2 separate regions of the Oryctolagus cuniculus genome follow, and region 1 is linked to region 2. The links are chromatin contacts, called in public Micro-C maps. All regions are on one chromosome and are shown on one strand. Each heading gives the region's core, a stretch centred on a gene start, on an enhancer-like site or on the middle of the called end of the contact. The rest is flanking DNA. Distances are from core to core; before and after follow the strand shown. Region 1 holds the start of C5H6orf89 (chromosome 5 C6orf89 homolog). Region 2 overlaps FGD2 (FYVE, RhoGEF and PH domain containing 2).

Evidence for each region. Hi-C and Micro-C count contacts between places; a contact is called where the count stands out from the background.
Region 1: a Micro-C map of ear pinna shows a contact between it and region 2, with 13 times the contacts expected there. The contact joins the promoter of C5H6orf89 here to the enhancer-like site in region 2. A contact is called at or near these places in 6 of 6 Hi-C or Micro-C datasets (ear pinna, embryonic fibroblasts, liver and 3 more).

What each region holds. Positions count from the first base shown.
Region 1 is chr5:132,729,198-132,734,689 of mOryCun1.1, forward strand. C5H6orf89 (chromosome 5 C6orf89 homolog) reads right to left here and starts at 2,488. Exons shown (of 8, transcript XM_070074136.1): 1 at 2,362-2,488. The coding sequence starts at 2,363.
Region 2 is chr5:132,608,510-132,614,325 of mOryCun1.1, forward strand. FGD2 (FYVE, RhoGEF and PH domain containing 2) reads right to left here. Exons shown (of 16, transcript XM_051854797.2): 10 at 2,470-2,549; 11 at 2,360-2,390; 12 at 1,934-2,026; 13 at 1,361-1,492. Among named protein-coding and RNA genes, the nearest start is that of FGD2, 14 kb to the right of the region's middle. Within about 2 kb of position 2,197, at least 1 of the 8 cell types and tissues checked has an H3K27ac peak or open chromatin away from gene starts, as enhancers often do.

The sequences.
Region 1 (5,492 bases), core at 1,238-3,737, 120 kb after region 2:
CCAAGCCCAAAGGACAACTTCAGTTGTGACCTTATCTGACCTCTGTGCCGCAGCTGCCACTGCCGCCCATTATCTCTCCCGAGAACTCTCAACCCTTGGCACAGTCCTCTTGCTCTCTTGCCAGAGGCTGGCATTCACCGCAGTTGTCCTTGACCTTCCCCCTTCCCTCTGCCCTTCTACCCGGCAGCTGTTAATGACTCCCCAATGTCTTCTCCAGTCTAGAGTTCACCGCAGAGCTCAAGACCCATCTACTTAACCACCTCCCACACTCAGACCAAATTTCCCATAGTTCCCTATACCTAATGTGTCTATAACTGAACTTAGTGTTTCTCCCTTCAACCCATTCCCCCTACTGCATTCATTTTCCTAATGGAAACACCAGTCCTCCAAACAGGAAAACCTCTTTTCTTCCTGTCTCTTTCCCACCACTGAAACTGTCCCTAAATCCTCATGATTCAACCTTCTAGAGAATTCTCATAGCCATCGTTGCCTCTCTAGCTCTGCCAACATTAAAGGCAGTCAAGGGCCTCAACATCCCTCCACGGGCCACCAAAGACACGGTTACGCTTCTTGTCTCTAGTCCATACTCTATGCTATCCACAAGCTGTTTTTCTGAAGCACTTACTGGTTCACGCTAGAAACCTTCCAGGGCTCACCATCCTCTGCTGGAGTACAGTTCAGCATACGGCAAAGAACACAGGCGCTGGAGCTAGAAAAAGCTGGAAGCAAATTCTAGATTTCTCTAAGTACTCTGTGGCCCTGAGATACTACTTACAATTAGCCTTGGCGTGTTTATTTATAAAACCAGGATAATTATGTCTACTCCAAAATTTTAACAGGATTCTACAACGTTATAGAAAACATCTGTTCCAATTTCCAGACAAATTAAATACTTAACTGTTATAAGATAAAGTCCAAATTACTTACCGTAGTCTTAAATGCTCTGGTCACTGCCTATCTGTTCAGTCTCATTTTCTATTAATCCTTTCTGTTTCACAGCTTTTTGCTTTTGTACAATCAAAAGCTTTTCCTCTGCCTAAAAAGTCAAACTCTCCAAGCTTTGTCCAAAAAGTGAACTCTTGAAGACTCTGACCTCGAGTTTTCCCTTTGAACCTTATACAACTCTACCCCTTTGTAGTACATGTCTGTCCCTACCTTCCACACTAAATTGTGGGTTTCTTTAAAGCAGAGATAAAGGGAGAAAATAACAAAACAAAAAGCTAGCAGACAGGTAAATTCATCTGATATTAAATTGGATTAAGGTTGGACAAATTTATGGAATGGATCTAAAGTGCTCTCACTGACTGTAACATAGGCTTTAGTCACTTTACTTCAAGGCTTTTTAACGCCATCAGCCTGATGAGAGTTTAGGTGAGCAGGAATCAGTACTCGGATCTTCTTCTTGGTGTCACAGAACTCCTGTGGGGGGACAGGGACTCAAGGCCGGCCTTAAGCCCTGACAGGACTAACTGGGCCTCTTTCTGGCACACACTGGGCCACACGAATCTCCATGCAAAACTTCATTATAGCAAAGTCGAATTTAGCTACTTTAAGAGCCATATTATTCCTTCACTGGGAGACTGTGAGAACTCCAATGGAAATTAACGAATTTATTAAGGGAGAGCCCTCTGCAGAAAATTCGATGAGAACCACCGAACGAGCAATCAGAGAAGTCAGAATATTACGCATCCGGGAGCAGTATCTATTACAAGGTGACTGATGACCTAACGCTTTTTTAAAGACATATTCTCGAATACCAGGGCTATGCGGACTCTCAGAAAATGCACGACCTTCAGGGTTAATAATCTCGCAAGACCACAGCACACGGGACAGGGGAATTTTCTTGTACAAACGCCTCATCTACTCCTGTCAAGACACCACAAGTCATGTTCCTTTCTGAGATCCGAGGTGTCGGCTTTATCACAGAACAGAACCATGATAAAAGAAAAGAAAGGACTTCCCCCTTGACAATGACTACGAAAAGAGGTTTCAGAGGGCCGGAGAATCTACTTTCGACGTATGTGTACACAAACACACACACACACACACAGAGGAAGCCATCCAAAGGACAGTGCAAGCTGGACTTCACCAACACGGCTCGTGCTGGGCCCTGCTGTGGCCGCGTTCGGCCGTCCCCGGCGGAGCCAAGCAAAGACAGAGAGGTCTGGGGGAGCCGACCCCGAGGGCGCCGCCTGGGGATGCTGTCAGTCCACAAACCCCCAGAGGCTCCGACAAGCCACCAGCTCTGGAGTCCAGGGTGAGAGGAGGGGCGGCGCGAGGATGGATGTCACAGACGGGCACAGCAGCGAGGCTGTCACCGGCCGGCCTCCCCCCTCCCGGTCTCGGGCCCCACTCACTCACATGCGGGCCCGCGCCCCCTCGGGCTCCTCCCGCCTCGGGGACAGCAGCCGCCGGGCGAGGAGGATGGGCCGACCACTTCCTGCTTCCGGGACCGCAACCCGGAAGCAACTCCCACCGCAAGGGCGAGGCCGCGCGCCCCAGGGTAGCTCCGCCCCCCCAGCCCCGCGCTTCCGCCGAAAACGGCGGCGCGACGCGCGCGGGAACGCGGGTTCTGGCTCCCCCTGGCGTCCCTCTGGGGCGTGGCTCTTCTTCCTCCGTCGTGTTAGGCCTTGCTGGCGTCTGCTCCACACAAGCATTTACCGAGCCCCCTGCTACGTGCCAGAGTGTGTTAGGCATGAAGGGGTGAGAATGGGGGGGATACATACATGTGCAGCCGCCTCGCCCCTCTGGGCGCCCCTAGTCTGAGAGAACGGCCTGCAAACAAATCACTCAACTTGAGACTTGACCGCTAATTATGGAGGACTTACTCTGTGCCGGACGTTACTGTGTGCTTGGCATTTGTGAAACCGCTTCAACAACCCTGCGACATAAATAGTCCTCATACACACTAGGCGGGTCAAAGATGAGGAGCGGTGGGGTCAGAACATGAACCCAGACTCTTAAAATATATGAAAGGCAGAGTGAGAGAGAAAACGATCGAAAGTCTGGTTCACTGCCCAAATGGCCTCGCAGCCAGGAGCCTGGAGCTCCAACAGGGCCTCCCACGTGGGTGCAGGGCCCCAAGGACTTGGGCCATCTTCCCACTACTTTCCCAGGTGCGTTAGCAGGGAGCTGGATCAGAAGTGGAGCACCTGGGACTCGAATGGGATGCTGGTGTCACAGGCTGTGGCTTTACCCAAACCCTGCCATTCTCCTTATCCTGCTATGTCAGTAGTGCCAAAGCTTTTAACTGCTGTTTACAAGAAATTGCAAACAAAATACAAACGCGTTCAGAGTAATAATTCCACAGCTACAAAGGCAGTTTGATAATGATGCAGGGGTGTTTGCATCAATAAAATGGTATAAATAGACCAAAAACAGAGCCAAACATATGTGGACACTTGATCTATGACAGAGATTCGAAGGAAGGGTAATGCTTTCAACAAATGGTGCTGGGTCAACTGGATATCCATATACAGAAAAAATGAAATCTGCTTCCTACTTACGCAATACTCCAAAATAAATTCTAGGTGCATTATAAACCTTTTTTAAAAAGATTTATTTTAGTTATTTGAAAGGCAGAGTTACAGAGAGAGAGAGAGAATCTTCCATCCGCTGGTTCACTCCCCAAATGGCCACAACAGCCAGGGCCGGGCCAGGTCAAAGCCAGGAATCAGGAGCTTCATCTGGGTCTCCCATGTGGGTGCGGGGGCCCAAGCACTTAGGCTGTCTTCTGCTGTTTTCCCAGGCACATTAGCTTGGAGCTGGATTGGAAGTAGAGCAACCGGGACTTGAACCAGCACTCATTTGGAATGCCCATGCTTCAGGCAGCGGCTTAGCCCACTACACCACTGCATTGGCCCCATTGTAAACCTTAATGAGAAAAAATTTCAAAGCTGCTTTGTCCAGTACCATCTCCCTGGGAGTGACTATTGAGCAACTGAAATGTGGCTAGTCAGAACTGAGACGTTCTGTAAGAGAATTACCATGTAATACCATGAACTATATTAAAATGAGAAACTTCTTGGGGTGAGTGGACTGGTAGTTAAAATGCCAGATAGGGTGCACACATCTCATGTCAGAGTTAGAGTTCCACTCCTGCTTCCTGCTTCCTGTCATGAACCTGGGGAGGCAGCAGGTAATGGCTCAAATGGTTGAGTCCTTGCCACCCATGTGGGAGACCTGGATTGAGTTCCTGGCTCCTGGCTGCACCATGGCCCAGCCTAGGCTGCTGTGAGTGTTTGGAGTCAGTAGATGGGAACTCTGTCTGTCTCTCTGTCTCTCAAATAAAAATTTTAAAAAGATGTATTTATTAATTTGAAAGGCAGAGTTACACTTGCACTGAGCCATGGTGAGGCTTGCCTTTTTATCCCCCCACTGGGGTAAGTGGGTGGTGAAGGTGCCCTGGTGTGTCACCAATCACAAGCTCATCCTTTGGGGTGTCACCAGCCAGATGTTGGTGCCTGAGTGTGACCAATGATGTTTTAGGGATCTTGTGGGTGTGGCCAATCATGGTGCAGTAGTAAGGGTAAAGTAATGCAGTAGCCAGCTGGTTGCTTCTTCTTTTTTTTTTTTTTTTTTTTTTTTAAGATTTATTTATTTATTTGAAAGTCAGAGTTACACAGAGAGGGAAGGAGAGGCAGAGAGAGAGGTCTTCCATCTGATGGTTCACTCCCTAGATGGTCGCAACGGTCGGAACTGCGTCAATGCAAAGCCAGGAGCCAGGAGCTTCTTCCAAGTCTCCCACGCGGGTGCAGGGGCCCAAGGATTTGGGCCATGGTCTACTGCTTTCCCAGGCCATAGCAGAGAGCTGGATTGGAGAGGAGCAGCCAGGACCAGAACCGGCGCCCATATGGGATGCCGGCGCTTCAGGCCAGGGCATTAACCCTCTGCACCACAATGCCGGCCCCGGTTGGCTTCTTCTTATCATGTAATGTCCCCCAGTCCTTCTCAGGCCTCACCACCTGTGTCTGTTCTGACAGATGGTCTAGGCAGTTCCTGGTGCTTAAGTGACCTTAGCTTAAGTAACTCCATTTTAGTTTTGCTTAGCTTAAGTAACTCCATTTTTGTTTTGCTTTTTCTGTCTCTTTTTGGGTTAGCGGTGCTCTGTAACTCTTTGGGACTCCTGTGGGATTCCCCACACCCTCTCCTCTCTACACTCTGCTCCAGAACAGCCTGGGAAACGCTCTCTGACTCTTCTAATTCTTTATAGGGCTCCAAATCTACAAAGGAGAAAAACTCCTCCCAGCTTCTGGTTAACTCCTATTTATTTTCTGGATCGCTGCAGCGAAGTTCTGACGTCCAAGGTTGCTACACTCCAGCCAGCGCTCAGGAAGTGCTGGGAGCCCTCCCTGCACTCCCCAGAATGGCAGTTCTCCTGCCCGCCTCCTCCAGATGGCTTCTTCAGGGCAAGCGCTCCTGTGACACATCTCTGTCCCCTAGTGCCTAGGGGTTGGCAGGTCCTCAGGGTTTAGGGAGAAGTAGCCTCGATG
Region 2 (5,816 bases), core at 947-3,446:
CCTAAGTGGCTTACTATAATGTGTATTTCCTCCTCCACTTAGAAAATGTCAACTCTAGAGACAAGTTGAAAAAAAATGCAATGAGATCCCCCACCCAAACTCACCAAATGTTAACATTCTGCCACCTTCTCTCTCTCCATCTCTCTCTCTCTCTCTCTGTCTCCCTCCCTCTCTCTTTCTCTCTCTACACACACATGGCTATTTCAAAAAAGTTTGTAGGAAAATGGAGTTAAAAGATAAAATCATTGTGGGGCAAAAATGGTTGGAATGCGTCCATCTAGTGTCATCATCGTGTGCATTTTCCGTGAGTTCGTGGACCGCTCCTCGTATCTTCTGAGTACAAATGACAGTCACCCTGCTGCCGCGTCCCCGGAGATGTCGCCGGCATCTCCTGAGGACAAGGACTGTCTCCTGCCCCTCCACAGTGTCACGGTCACATGCGGGAAGTTTATCATGGACACGACCTTATTATCTACGGACCACTCCACATCAGCTGTCCCTCGGTGGCTTCGGGAATGACCTTGGTAGCTTCTGAGCCATTCCCCCCACCTAGGACTCTGCAGCAAGGGGGCATTTTATTTAGCCGTCAGAGTATCTTCTGACATGAGCCTCGAGGGACACAAGGGTGTCTTACCCTTTGCACCTCTTGTATTGATCCACCGGTTTAAGTAACCTTCCAGGAGCAAGTGTGCATTGATGCAACTCTTTACGGGCGTGAATCGCCCGGAACAGCCGCTAATTCCCGGAGGCTTTCCACTTGGCATGGGAAGCAGCTCATCCCGCGCACCTGAATGCAGGTACAGCCCGAGTCTGAGCTCCACTCGCAGCCACACCTCCCTGACTGGCCCCAACCTGTCACCTGGCCTCCGCCTGGTCCCTGGAGGCTGCCTCACTGATGACTGAGCTTGCAAAGGGCTGATCGCAGAGTAAATTGGGGAGGGGGCGGGCAGTGTCAGCAGAGCAGCCCAAGTGCAGCAGGTGCCTGAGGAGCAGAGCAAGACCTGCAAGGGTTGGGGGTGAGCAACAGGGCCACCAGGAGCCAGCGTGCTGAGGCCACGCCAGCGCAGGAGGGGGCAGCTAGCCCAGAGAGGACCATGGGGGGTGGCAGGGCCAAGGCCTGGAAGGAACTGGACACCCCTTCCTAAACTAGGGTCTGGAGCCCAGGGGACGGGGCAACAGGAGCAGGTGGGTGAACAGGGTCTGCCATGGGGGGTGGGGCGCCGTCTGTGAAATGGGAGCGTACTGTGAGGGCGCAATGGGCCAGCCAGGAGGGAGGGCTGAGGCCCGGGCGGGGCAGGTGGAGGCCAAGGCGAATGGGTGTAGGCGGGGCGGGGGCAGCAGGCGCGGCGGGAGCACTCACGTAGCCGCACGCGCGGCAGTGGTGGCGCCGGCGCGTGAGGGCGTTGAAGGGCTCCCGGCAGCGCATGCACATGGTGACCATCTTGTCGCGGACCCACTGCGGCGCCCGGAGGCCCAGCTCCTCGGACTGCAGCTGTGGAGTGAGCACAGGTTGAGCGGGGCGTGGCCGGCCCTCCGAGGCCCATCTGCTGCCACGGGGGTCCTGTGCGCCCGGCTCCCTGGGTCTCCCCTGGGATCTGAGGGAGGCTCCCCATCTTACAGGGGGAGGAAACGGGGCGGAGAGGTGAGGGGACGCAGCAGAGTCCCCCACAAAGCACAGGTCAGAGCTGGACCTGAACCCAGGCCGCCGAGTCTTCCGCGGCTCATCTACTTTCACGCCCCAAGGCTGCCCCCGGGGGTGCTGCGCAGGGGGGCTCCCGAGGAAACTTCTGGGCATGGGGAGGCTTTGCCCCCATCCTCACCCCCTCCCCACACACAGTCCCTTCAACACCCCTGGTGACTGCTGCTTCCCGCCCCCGCGAGCTGGCCTGGAAAGGGAGCCGGCTGTGCTGAGGGCGGGACAGGCTCCGTGCACCTGCGGCTCCTGGAGGCCGCCTTCGGACCCCTGCACCGCCGCCTTGAAGGTTTCATTGCGCTTTTCTACTTGGTCGATGGCTGCTTGGCAGGCCTGGAAGGGCGGGAGGGAAGTGGGTGGGTGGCGGCAGAGGTTTTTGCTCGTCGGGGTCGGCACATTCAACAGACATGCCTGAGTTCTGAGCCCGCGTGGGCTGACGACAGGTGTGCACACCGGGGCTCAGCCAGGGTAAGTGGCCCGTCCCAGGCTGCCCCGCCCCCGGGGCCCAGCACAGAACAACTCCTTAGGAAGAGCCGGGAGCCTGCGGGCACGCGCAGGTATGAGAGTGCACACGCCCACGCCCCTGCACCCACGCACCCACCCTCCTGCTGCCTCAACCCCAGTGGGTGAGGAGCGGAGCCCTGGGGCCCTGGGGCCTCCCCGTACCTGTAGCCAGGAAATCATTTCCTCCTGGGACCTGCGCAAAAGCAGCTCGGGTGAGGAGCAGCAGGCCGCTCCCGGGCCCCCGCCTCTCCAGGGCCGCTCCCTGGCCTTACCGCGCCTGTAGCTCCAGGGTGCGCTGCTTCCCGGACACCAGGAAGGAGTGGGGGAACTCGGGATCCATCAGCGCCCGCACCTGCAGGGCAGGTCACGGCCGCCGTGAGCTCGGGCTCCGTGCTGCACCTGGCCTGTTCACTGCCTCCCGGGTCCTGCTTTTTGTTTTGTAAAGATTTACTTATTTGAAAGGCAGAGCAACAGAGAGAGAGAGAGAGAGAGAGAGAGAGAGAGAGAGAGAGACAGGTCTTCCATCCACTGGTTCACTCCCCAGATGGCTGCAATGGCTGAGGTTAGACCAGGAGCTCCATCCCCCTCTCCCTGCCTCCCAGGCGCATTAGCTGGGAGCTGGATTGGAAGCGGAGCAGCAGGGACTGAACTGGCTCCCGGATGGGATGCCGGCGTCACAAGTGGCGGCTCAGCTGGCTGTGCCAACAGCACCCTTCCTGGTCCTCCTGAACCAGGTACCTGTGGCTGGGCGCGCCTGGAGTACACGGAACTCAACAGTAGCACCGGGGGAGGTGGCACACGGTGCCTCACAGAGCTCACCAGAAATGAAACCCCATCTCAAAACTCCACGACTGTATGAGGACTCACTGGGGCCTTTTTTTGGCTTAAAGTGTCCGTGACACAAAGCAAAAAAAGAAAAAAATCTTAAGAGCACTCGGGAGGCAGTGGAGGCTCAGAGACGGCAAGAGGCCCGCCTGGGTCACACAGCGCCCAACTCAGGGCTGCAGCCCCCAGGCGGAAGAGCATGGACTTCCACCGCCCCCGCAGCGGCCTGTGCCCAGACCTTTCCCAGGCCCCGCGTGCACAGAGACCTCGAAGGGAACCCGGGGCAGACACAGCCTCCCAGCACCTGCGGGGAGGGCTGGGGCCGGGGCTTGGTTGCCGCGGAGCCCGCGGACTCCTGAGCCTCTCTGCTGCCCCCTGGTGGCGGGGAGGCCTCTGTCAAGGCGGCCCCGAGGGCGCGGTGCTGTACAAAGCGGGGGTGTGGGGAGCTGTGTGTGAGCTGTGGGCCGGGGGCAAAGCGGGGCCAGAGCCCAGGCCCGGGAAGGGTGGGAAGGGGTGGGGAATGCCGCTCTCCTGGCCAGGCCTGCTGCCGGGGCGCACGCCGCCGGGAGAGAACAGGCTTCGACTGTGGGGCGGAGGGCGGGACTCCCTGGGTCAGGGAGAGGGCAGAGAAGTGGGAATCTCCAGGGCTCAAGTCCAGAAATAGGGAGACAGGTGTGCTTGTGATGGAAAAGGAGGAACTAGGGGAGCCCCTGCACGAGGGTCCACGAGAGGCGCCGGCTCCCCACCACGCGTCCAGCTCTGCCCCGCCCAGTGTCGGCCACTCTGGTAGGTCTGGGTCAGTCCAGCCCCTTCCTCTTCCACACAGGGCCTTTGTGCTAATTAGAAAAGAAGACCCTTTCTCAAAACCCTATACTGACATCTGTTGGCAAACGCATAATATTCAGATTCCCTGGAAACGAGATTTGACTGCCATCTGCCGGACAAGGCTCCCTATGAAGGTATCAGTATTCTACAGCTGCTGCAGATGGCACCTCGTAGATGAGATATCCTTGTGCAGTGCACAACCTGCACAGCTGTGCATGGAGTTCCTGGGTATGTGTGCCCACACTCTCTCCTTCTTCCCAGCCTAGTTCTGAGCTCAGTGACAGTCAGCAGCAGAAAACCAGGCCCTCCTGGCACCCAGGAAGGAGGAGGCCTGAGGGTGGGGTGGGGTGGAGGGGTCAGGGCCAGTGGTCAAAGACCAAACCTGCCTCCAAACTTTAGATTCAGAAAATGGTTCTTGCGTGGGTGGACAGCTCTGCACCTGCCAAACCTGTGCCATCCAGCAGAGGGTGCTGTGCAGCCACGGGAGACAGACAGGTGCCAGGAACCAGGTGCCCGTGGGGCCCACACGTCCTTAACACACCCCAAGCATGTGCCGCCTGGAGGCCCTCGCTTTACCACTGTGCACTGCTCTGCTGTTTGTCCTGTCTGTCCATCCCTGGCTCTTTCCCAGTGCCTCTGCCTACATCTGCCTTTCCCAGCCTCCCTCATCAGGGGCCCTGCAGACAGGCCAGCATGTGCCCTGGGCCCTGGGACTTTCTGGCCACTTCAGGACAGTCAGCTACCCCTGGTGGGGGCCACACTCCTGAGAGGCCTCAGCTCAGGCGTGGGGGCTGGGCCGTGTCCTCCCATTGGCCTTTGTCACCCTCAGCCTGCATCTAACCCCAGGCGACCCCAGTCAGCAGTGGGGGCCGTGCCCTCCTGCTGGGTCTCCCAGGGGCCAGAGCAGGGGGTGTCCTGGCCCAGCTCCAGCCTGCAGCTCCCTCCTGGGAGGCTGGGGGCAGGGTGATGAGGATGGGGGATGGGGGAGGAAGAGCCAAGATGGGCCTGGTCGGATGTCAGCTGCCCCCGGCCCCGGCCCCTGGACGCCGCGCCAGGACGTCGTGGACCTGTCCAAGCAGATGGCAAGAAGGTCTTTCTGGAGCAAGCGTTGTGACACAGGTGGTGAGGTGGCCACCCGTGACGCCAGCCTCCCACTTCGAACAGGCCTGCTGGAATCCCGGCTGCCCTGCCTCCCAGCCCTGCTGCGGCCTGGGAAGGCGCAATGATGGCTCAAGTGCTTGGGCCATGGCACCCGCATGGGAGACCTGCATGGGGCTCCTGGCTCCCGGCTTCAGCCTGGCCCAGCCCTGGCTGCTGCGGCCATCTGGGGAGTGAACCAGCAGACGGAAGGTCTCTCTCTGTCTCTGTCTCTCCCTCCCACTCTCTGTAACTCTGACTTTCAAATAAATAAAATGAATCTTTAAAATAAAAAGAAGGTTCTTCTGCTACGGCTCTGCTACACACAAAGCCGAGCGCAGCTCTGTCCCCAAAGGGAGGCAGCAGCCTTGGCAGGAGGCCATGCAGCGTGGTGATTGACACGGGGTGGGGGGGTGGTGGAGGAGGGTTCCGTCACACCCGGGGCCCCCAGCAAGTCACTTAACCTAGAATGGTCTGCTAGGGCCTTGCATCTCACAAGTTTAGGAAAAAATTATTTCTTTGAGAAGCAGAGAGAGGAGGGCCCCCACCCGCTGATTCATGCCCCAAATGCCCTCAGTGCTGGGACTGGACCCGAGCCAAAGCTGGTAACTCCATCCGGGTCTCCCACGGGGTGCAGAACCCTTGCCTGAGCCATCAACAGGGCCCCCGAGGTCTACACTGGCAGGAAACAGACCCAGGAACACTGATGTGGGACGTGGTGTCTTACCTGCTAGGTCGCACCCGTTCCCAGAGTTTCTCCTTTTTTTTTTTTTTTTTTAATAGGATTTATTTATCCATTTGGAAGGAAGAAACCGAGAGATCTTCCACGTGC